Regions from separate parts of the Drosophila melanogaster genome. Here region 1 is linked to region 2. A link is a contact called in public Hi-C data. All regions are on one chromosome and are shown on one strand. The core of a region is the stretch at or near the end of the contact, and the rest is flanking DNA. Distances in the headings are between cores, read along the strand shown.

Evidence for each region. Hi-C and Micro-C count contacts between places; a contact is called where the count stands out from the background.
Region 1: a Hi-C map of the Kc167 cell line shows a contact between it and region 2, with 1.9 times the contacts expected there. A contact is called at or near these places in 3 of 107 Hi-C or Micro-C datasets (the Kc167 cell line, the OSC cell line and the S2 cell line) and 2 of 7 datasets of targeted methods (both in the Kc167 cell line).

What each region holds. Positions count from the first base shown.
Region 1 is chr3L:22,685,800-22,690,376 of dm6, reverse strand. It overlaps CG14456, which reads right to left and starts at 3,155. Exons shown (of 3, transcript NM_001144526.2): 1 at 2,927-3,155; 2 at 2,550-2,864; 3 at 2,089-2,487. The coding sequence starts at 2,992. The coding sequence ends at 2,227. CG14455 reads left to right here and starts at 3,290. Exons shown (of 2, transcript NM_141145.3): 1 at 3,290-3,371; 2 at 3,437-4,017. The coding sequence starts at 3,294. The coding sequence ends at 3,943.
Region 2 is chr3L:22,363,022-22,367,627 of dm6, reverse strand. All of the region lies in intron 1 of Ten-m (Tenascin major), which reads left to right. The region is part of intron 1 of lncRNA:CR45962 (long non-coding RNA:CR45962); the gene reads left to right. Among named protein-coding and RNA genes, the nearest start is that of lncRNA:CR45965, 4.5 kb to the right of the region's middle.

The sequences.
Region 1 (4,577 bases), core at 1,906-4,405, 320 kb before region 2:
ATACCAACACGACAGTCAACCGAAATCCAATGCCAGCTCAAGAATTCCGGTTGGGATCACAGGGAGTACTTGTAAAAACAAGGCGAGGTTTCAATACACTGCTCGCTATATTATCAGACCCCCTTAAAAGATAAGATAGACACCTCTACTAAGTAACAAGCATTACTTTCATATGGCTCTACACACTTGTATTTTATTTCAATTATCAACGATAACTGTTCTTTAATTTATTGGAGTCCTATTAATTGGTACTTAATGTGCCTTTGCGGTATTTTCGTTGGCAAAGACAAAGACAAGTGGTCGTGATACTCTGTGAACGGATATTCCCGCCTCGACAGGGTATTCTTTAACACGTTCGAGGCGAGTCCGGAATGCCCAGCTCAATTGTCATAGGGAAGTTACTTTGAAATGGTGGGATGTGGGGCGCAGGCGAGACGTATTCGAGTGAGAAGTGAGTGCAGGCGGATCCTTGGTGCCATTCCTCGAACTTCGACATCGTCCCCCCTCTTGACCAGTTGCCAGCCATAATATTTATGCGCAGACGTTGCTCCATAAGCCGCTCAAGGATTTATTAGCCAAATGGGAAGATTTGACTGGCTGGCTGAAGTGCTTCTCGGCTGGTCTGTTGGCCACGCTGGCATATGTGCGGCTCTGTCGTTCACTGAGAAAAAAATTTGTGAAATCGGCTTTTAGGGCTCCATGCCACACAGCTGAAAAAATGATTGTTTAACAGTGCAGCAACCTCAAAGTCGCGTTAGAGAAATTCGCATTGTTTGGGCTGAGTAGCAGCCGAACCATTGATGAATGTTTTCAAAACGTTAGCATTGAATGACAATTTTTCAAGATTTACTGGACTGTAATCAGATAAGGACGAACCCTTTAGGGTCCTCGTAGCGGAGGATGGAGGCACAGCTGGGCGACTTCGACAATGAATTTCCTTACACCGGGGTCCCCCTTGGGCTCTGGGGCGTTATGTCGCTTTGTGTGGCTGTCTAATGGAGCTTAAATGGCCGCTGGCTTGACCCCTGAACTTTTTCTTGGCAGGAATAAAGTTTCACGAGTTCAACAAAGTGAAAACAAATGCATTGTGCGGATTAGGTCGAGGATGGTCCAGGGTAGGGAGCTTAGCACAAAGACATTTACCTTTTACACCTCTTTTTGGTGGCTTCTGGTCTGGTAATTGATAAAAGTTGTTTGGGGCAGATTTGTCCAGAGATTTGTATTATCATTCCGGGCCTATTATACCCGGTAATTGAAATTGAACATTTTATTGAGGGGAATCATCGAGTCGGTTAACGAGGCAGAGGCGCCGAGAACTTTTTTGCATTCCTCATTGTTACTGTCGTTTTATGGCTTCCTCGATAACAGCCACACTGCATCAATATGCCAATCAACAAATGACCAAATAACCAAATCCAAAGCTCGGCAAACTCAAACTCGCATAAATCATACCAAGTGGCACCTTCATTTGGGCAAAAAATAGCTAAAAGCGGTTTAAAATTCGCAAACTGTCATTGTCGGATCACAATGGGCAGGGCACAAGTCACAAACATTTCGTTGCGACTATATTGAATAATAATTTGATGTTGTGGGCCTCCTGTTTCTCTCGAATCCGTACCATTTTAATTCAATTTGGGAATGGTTCAAAAACACGAATCCCGCCGAGTGTCGAAATTCGAGAGCAGCACGTGAATAATATAAAAAAATTTATTGTCATTGATGATGGTTTTGCAGGAAACTGACAATGGGCAAATTCTATGAGCTTCATAAGCACTTTAAACGCTTCTTTCAGTATTGAAAAGAAGTTATAAACAAAAATGTCTTCTTTCAATTAAATAATTACAATGTAATATAGTGCAAGATAATAAATATTCTTAGTATAACTTTAAAGTCGTTTAATAGTTATCAACAGTATTCTTTTAAAACGAAGTAGATAAAAAGGGAATGTTGCAATTTGGATACGACATGAAAACTATAGACGTTGGAAACTTTTTAATTTCAAGTTATGTAGTTATCGCTCTTTCTTCCCGAATTTAACAATTCGGTAATTAAAAAATCATGCGACCCTTTAAACAAAATCATTGGTTTGCTCTTTCTGCGGCAGCTTTATTTGCTTGCTATCTGGATAACACGAAGTGACACTGACAAACATTAAGTAAATACCATTGGGACACGCGACTCAGATGGGTAGCTCATTCCGGGGCAGGGCCGAGCCTAGCGGGGCTTCTAGGCGATTTTGGGCAGCATTGCGAAGATGCCGGGCTTCAGATTATTGACGTCCTGGACGACGAAGTCCCCACCGAAATGGTCGTTCATTATCAGCGTGCGCTTCTTGCTGGCGTCCACGTGCATGGCCTGCCAGATGATCTCGAACTCCAGCTCGGGCAGCATGGCGGTGGTTGGGTCCTCTGGCCACCAGAACTTGTTGATGAAGTAGGAGCCCTGTAATTTGCGTTTTAAATGAATGCGGTGCCAATGGTATCGGCCCTAGAACGTGACCGAGAGTGGGGGAGGGTCAGCTGGAACCCTGACAAGAGTGCTCCACTCACCTTGGCGATTGGGCAGGTTTCGACGATGTTGCCGAACTCGCGGATGAATCCGTGCACGAAGCGCCCCACCGGTGACTTGTTGGCGAAGCCCAGGATGCGGCAGACATTCAGCGTGGTGTTTAGATTAGTGTTGTAGTACGGGTCCTGCTTGTTGGTGATGCGCACCTCGACGTGGATGTCTACGTCGTGCAGCTCCTGGTGCACCTCCATGGAGAAGTTCAGATGCGGGTCGCTGTTGTCGTAGACCACCTTGTGGCTGACGAACTTCTCGTCGCTCCAGAACTTGATGTCCTTGAACTTGGGTCTCATCATTTTCTGGAATAGAAGCCAGCTGAGGGATTAGTTCAGTGGCAAGGCGCTACTCTGCGAACTCTCACCTCGGCCAGGGAGCCATGGCACATGGCCATCAGGACGGGAACCAGGACCGCGGTATACAGCAACATTATGGAACGACTGCAGTAAGCTGTCTTCACTGTCTGGTTTTGTCCGGCGACGGCACTATTTATATGCAAATGGGCTGAGCGATTTTCAGTTCGATCTTATCGGAAATTGACTACGTTTCGAAACAGCTGAATGCTTTTCCAAAGTCCACCCACTTAGTTGACTTAATTCACCACGACAACGTGGCTGGGCCTAATGTTCGGAGCGCTTTGTCGCCCAGTGGGGCCTGACTAATTCTAATTGCATACATATAAAAACTGACTAATTGAATAAGAGCCAGCCTCAATGGATAGTTGGAGCAAGATGCGTAAGGAGGTCATCCGAAGCTGCTGTGCCGTGGCCTTCATTTTGGTGGCTCTCATGCCCTTGACTGGAGCGTGGGTAAGTTGGGGTGGATCGGGCTGGTGCGGGACATGGGCACAGTTCTGATTTATTGCCTTCGCCAGCGCTCTTTCAAGGTCATCCTCACGAGCATTGACTTTGAGGCCAACGACAAGTTCCTGGACCTTAAGGTCGATCTGCAAAACGATTCGGGCGAGTCAAATCTGAGCATCGATATAAAGACGCACCAGGACATAGAGGACGTTCAGCTGGTGGTAGACTTTGGTTTGGAGACGGACAAGGGCAACTACTCTACCCTGATAAACCGTACGCTCAACTTCTGCAAGCTGATGAAGCAGCGCAACTCGGATCCGCTGGTGCGCGCGATCTACGAGGACCTTCTCAAGCACGGCACCCTCTTCAAGGAGTGCCCAATCCGGAGCGGCACCTACAGCCTAACCAACTACAATGTGGACGAGGAGATGCTGCCCAGCTTCCTGCCGGAGGCTAAGTTCCGCTTCGGCATGAAAATTTCGACGGACAAGGGCGGCATGATCGTACGGTCGACCATCTTCGGCCGCATCGACAAGTCCAAAGGCTTCGACAACCTGAAGCGGTTCAGTCTCGGCTAAGATACATATACCTCGCATGTTCCTCATGGTATCTCCTGCCCGCAGGAGATCCAATAAAGTTTTGATGCGCGTCCAACACTGCCTCGTTTTAGTATTCAAACTGCCTTTTGTCGCACCATTGACGTCGTCATTGTCGCCTCGTCTTGTCCTCCCATCTAACCGCCCCAGCAATCCTCCTTAGCCGCTTGTCACGTGTTTGCCTGCTCGACTGCGAAATTCGCATGTTTACCCGACGGTGACAAGCTGTCTGCAGGCAGCCACCAGCAGCGCAATTGATGACGACGATAATGGCGTCGGAGGGGCTGCTGATGAGCAACAGACGACAATGATTTAGGGTGTGTGTGGAGCGCAGAGAAGCTCCATGCAAATGCATATTCCGACGAGATGATTGGGCTGATACCAGTAGGGGCGATAGTCGTAGATAAGGTATTCACATTCACACAGAGAAAGAAATACGGGTCTTTATCTTCCAGCACTAGACTAGACTGGTCTAATAAAATTGGGATAATATTAAAATCATGAATATTCACTTAAAATGGAAACGTGATAATTACATAAATCTTTACACATATACTATTAATTTTAATTTAACTTGCTAATGCATTTAATATAATTGAATCTTATTTATGGCTTA
Region 2 (4,606 bases), core at 333-2,832:
ATCAGGGTCCAAGTATCGAGAACTATTAGCCAGGGCCAGAATAATTTTCCGAGAATTGAATCAGAAATGCAGAAATAATCTCGGGCAGACAGAAGAAGTTGTAGAGCCGGAGGGGAGGGATGAGCAGCCAAAGTTCTGCGTAATCTACATCAGCGCGGAACAGAGGAGGCGATATGAGAGTACCCCAAGAATATGACAATTGGCGTTCCAGCTCCACATACAAGCGCTTTCGGCATAAATTGAAATCGAAATTGAAAGGAACTCGCAACCAATTTGACGCTGGGCAAGGGCAAAGACCGAAATATGCAGGCGAAATGCGGGGGGCGTGGGTGGTGGCAATTTGAATACAAATTAAAGTAAAAAATAGAAGGCAAAGTCAAGGGGTTTATCCAACGGAAACTGAAGCCCACAAATGAGTGCATCCAGAGATAAGGCGGGTTCAGTCAACACTCCGATGAATGGGATGTATTTTTTGAAAGTCACAATCTCGGTGAAGCGTTTGCCTTGTGAAAAATATTTAATTACAAAGATCACAGATGCTTGTGCGGGGGAAGCTGTGGGGATCGGACAGAACATTGACTTCCTGTAATGCTAGATACAGTGTATTGTCGTTTGTACTTCACCTACTTAGCGAAAAGTTAAAAGTAACTGATATCTATGCGTAAGCTCAAAACTCAAACAAGTATCGATTACACAATGAAAGAAAGCAGGGGAACTTGCTTGTAGTGCGGTAGTGTAGTGCCTTAAATTTAACTCAGCTTCTCGTAGATGTCATACTGAGAACATTTCCTTTTCCTTTTCAGGTACGTACCATATAAACCATATACAATACTTTAAATTGACTGTGCGAAATAGTAAGCTACAAGACTTTAAGCTGAGTTTTCCAAGTAAAAGTCAAACTATAAAATGCATTGAAAACACACCGGGAAAAACAAACACGTCCAAAAAGAAAGACAAACCGAAGCTGGGAGCAAAATGGAAACTCTGTGAAGGTCACCTGAAGGAGGAGGCTGAGTGTGAAATGGGGGGAAAGGTTGAAGGCACCCTTCACCAAGCGATCCAGGTGTAGCAGAAATAAACGTAACGTGTGGGATTTATATTTGTGGCAACAAATTTATTTAGCATTCCCCTCCCCTCTCAAGAGTTGCAAACAGAAAAACTGTACATTTTGGGGTGGCATATAAAAAATAAGAGTACAACGAGAAAAGGAAGCCGTGCACACTCAAAAATTGATTTTCGCTCAATGATACATATCCCGCCACGGATACGTGGGATACGTGAGGTCGTGTATACTGGGGAAAAGAGATGTTTGCACATTTTCCCAAAACACGCTTTTTAAATTGTCCGGCCAACATATTTGAACTGCGGTTTAATTAGTTAGTTGGCCAACAAACAAGCCGGCGCACAAACAGTTAGTGGAATCGCAAATATTCACATTATTTCTATTTTTCCGAATTACTGAAAATGTTTTCGGTTTCCCATTGTTGTTGATTGACTCACATCCGTTCTTTGTACGGAGCTCACACACAGAGATGACTGATTTCAAACAGCTGCGTTCGGCATCCGTATCCGTTTTCGTGCGATTAGAGTGTGGGTGGCACAGCTAATCGAGCTACCAAAAATCCACACTACTGCCTCAGTTATCAGTTTTCGCGTTCGACTAAATCCCCCTCGGAATTGGGAGCAACAACATCTAAGAGTCAAAGCTCGGCGTCGTAGCTCGAATATAGTTAGTATAAGTTGCTGGGATCAAGCGGATCAATGTCAAGCTAATTGGGCCATGGAGAGCATGTAATCAGTAGCCGACTCTCTATTTCATATGCATATTTCACGTTCATACACCCCGAATACTCCGAGCAACCAATAAATAAAACTTCCGCAGGGTAAGGGAGCGATCTGTGCTCTTTCGAAACCAAGCATTTGTTCAGATTATTTGGACGTTCAATTAATAATACAAGTAAATGTGCGCACAGCTTAGCGCAAAACACATTCCCTCTAATGACGCTTCAAGAAACTAGCCCCCGACGACTATGGACGATGACAAGGGTTGTTTGGAGGAGGTCGCGAAGATGGGCCACTTAGCAATGGCAACTAAACTAAAACTGAAAACCAAACAAAACGATAACTAAAACATGCAATTTACAGGCAAGAACCTCGCAGCGCACCAATGCCCTGTCATGAATCGCATTTAAATTCGCTTAAAGAATTCTCTTAAAAGCCATGACCAGGCAGAAAAGTTGGGGAAACGGGGCAGCCACATGTATGTAGGTGTAGTGGCCGCCGTGTTGAAAGCAAGAGATTTACAAGATTTACACACGCACTCACTCACTCACTCGCACTGAGCTGGCCCCATGTTAAATAATAAATAGCCACAGAAAGCCAGGGAGAAGGCCTGACAAAAAGAAACAGCTCATACATATGAAAAATTACGGCGGCATGCCAGAGCGTGACGCGGCATAAAAATCTCAGAAGCGGCAGACAGTAGTTTGGAACTCGGGCTTTGAGCGACGGTCTATCCCTAATAATTGGTTATGCCAGACCTACAATTAAGTCCTTTAAAATGTGGCGCTGTGGAGACATTACCAGCACTAAACTGTACTGCAAGGCGGACCAAAGAAAGCGGACTTGTTGGTAACCAACTGGGACGAGGGCAGTCTTCTGGGAACGCGACTTTCAGGCCAAGTCCGATCAGAAGCATTTGAAGTCCAGGTCCGTATCCAGCGCGGGCAATTTCACGGTTGAGCGGGTCATATGGCGCAGGCGCCGCCGTCGCAGCTCAGTGATAATTGAACCAAATGGGGACAAATGACCCAAAAGGGCTGTAAAATGAATTTCGGGTGACGCTCCGAAGAGGAAGACGTGGTCGAACAGATAATCCAGGACGGTGAACGGAAGCCGGGGAACGTAAAACGTTTTCCGGTTACTTACGAAAATTATAGGTTACATAAAAAGCCAGCACAACTGAAGACGCCTCCAGGAAAACCCTATACGGTAAGGGCGGAGATGAAGGCGGGTAGGGGCAGACAGTTCGTCAACTATCCCTCGCCTGGATATTTATTTATTTATTTGTTTGTTCAGTTTGCTGGGTTCCTTTGTGTTGCCCTGCATTGTTGGTTTTGACTATTTTATTAGCCGTAAAGTAGTAAAAGAGGTTTAGGTGCGAGACGCTCCTCGTTTTCGTTTTCGTTGTTGTCGTTGTCGTTGACGTTGCGTGGGGTCAAGTGTTAAGTGAAACCTAGCGCAGCGCGACACTACGTCCAAGGCACTCTTGGGCAAACAATGGTCTACACATTGAGTACGCAGCTTAGCCCAGTTTTTGTGGTCGGAGGCTTAAATATAGCCGCAAAGCCGCGTAGGATCCATGGGTCTGTGGAAACTGCTCCACTTTTATCACACGCAACCATCGACGGCGGGTTTATTGTGGGTGTTGACCGGGATAGATATGTTTTGCCGAGATAATAGCTTACGTAGAGTGGTTCGACAACCCCTTCCGTTTTGTCAGCTAATGAAACGCGACATGCGAGCAACTGATGCGATCTGATTAACCGACTTGCGTTTTTCCAGCCAACGGGAGATGTGACTTGGACAAAGGGGTAGTCTGACTAGAAGCAAGACGACCGGTCGAAGATTGACCCTAGGTTCTGGAGGATATTTTTGGTCAGACTAAATAGTCAGGAAAGTAATACCCCATGAGCAACTGAATCCGGGCAACGACGGGACTAAACACAGCTGTAACCACAGCGAATGCCGTAACGCATTGTCCACGCCATTACCAATGTGGAATATCCTGCGATTCACGGTATGCGATAAACCATATAATACGGCTACACGGCGTATGAATCGACTGCATAATGGGATACTAATAAACCAGTAATACGATAGGGCCGCCGATGTCTATCGGGACTCTACACGTCGTCGACTGCGAGACGGCATTATTTATGCCTAACTAAGCCTGCTGTCGTGGCAGTGGATGATGGTGGTGGGCGGTGGGTTGTGGGCGGTAGGCAGTGGACAGTAAACAGTGGGCGGGGCACAATGTTCCGGATATGCGTGTAATTAGCCACAGTAGTTATGGCAGCCGCAATATAACTGGCCAGTAGATATGTCATGCCAACACCACACCCCTTCCCACCAGATACTCACTCCCGCTCATGTGCGTTTTCTGGGAAGGAGTGTAATTGAATACCTCGCTTGCTTCATCGGTCGCGTCCTCAGTGTTGGCTGCACACATCGTTGAACCCTCCCGCAGCTCCTGGAAATCGGTCAAGCTGTCAATCAGATAGCGGTCCCCATCCTCATCACGTCCACAAGAAAACTTCCTCTGCGGTTTCCCGCTTCCACACGTGCGAAGCGGTGTTTGAGTTTTGAGTTTCCTTGTCATGCATTTTTCATGCTCTTCGATTGCCCGCCACATGAATGGAAAGCGTTATCCTAGCCGCCGACCCGGGGCCTCAAATAAGTACGTGGGTATAAATATATATCTTGCCCTGGCCAGGGAGGGGACATTTATTGTTAACAAATTGTTGCGTGTGTCTGTTTAATTCAATTTAATTGGTAATGACAACAACGGGACTGGTAACGCGAACTATAATCAGAAGGAGAAAGG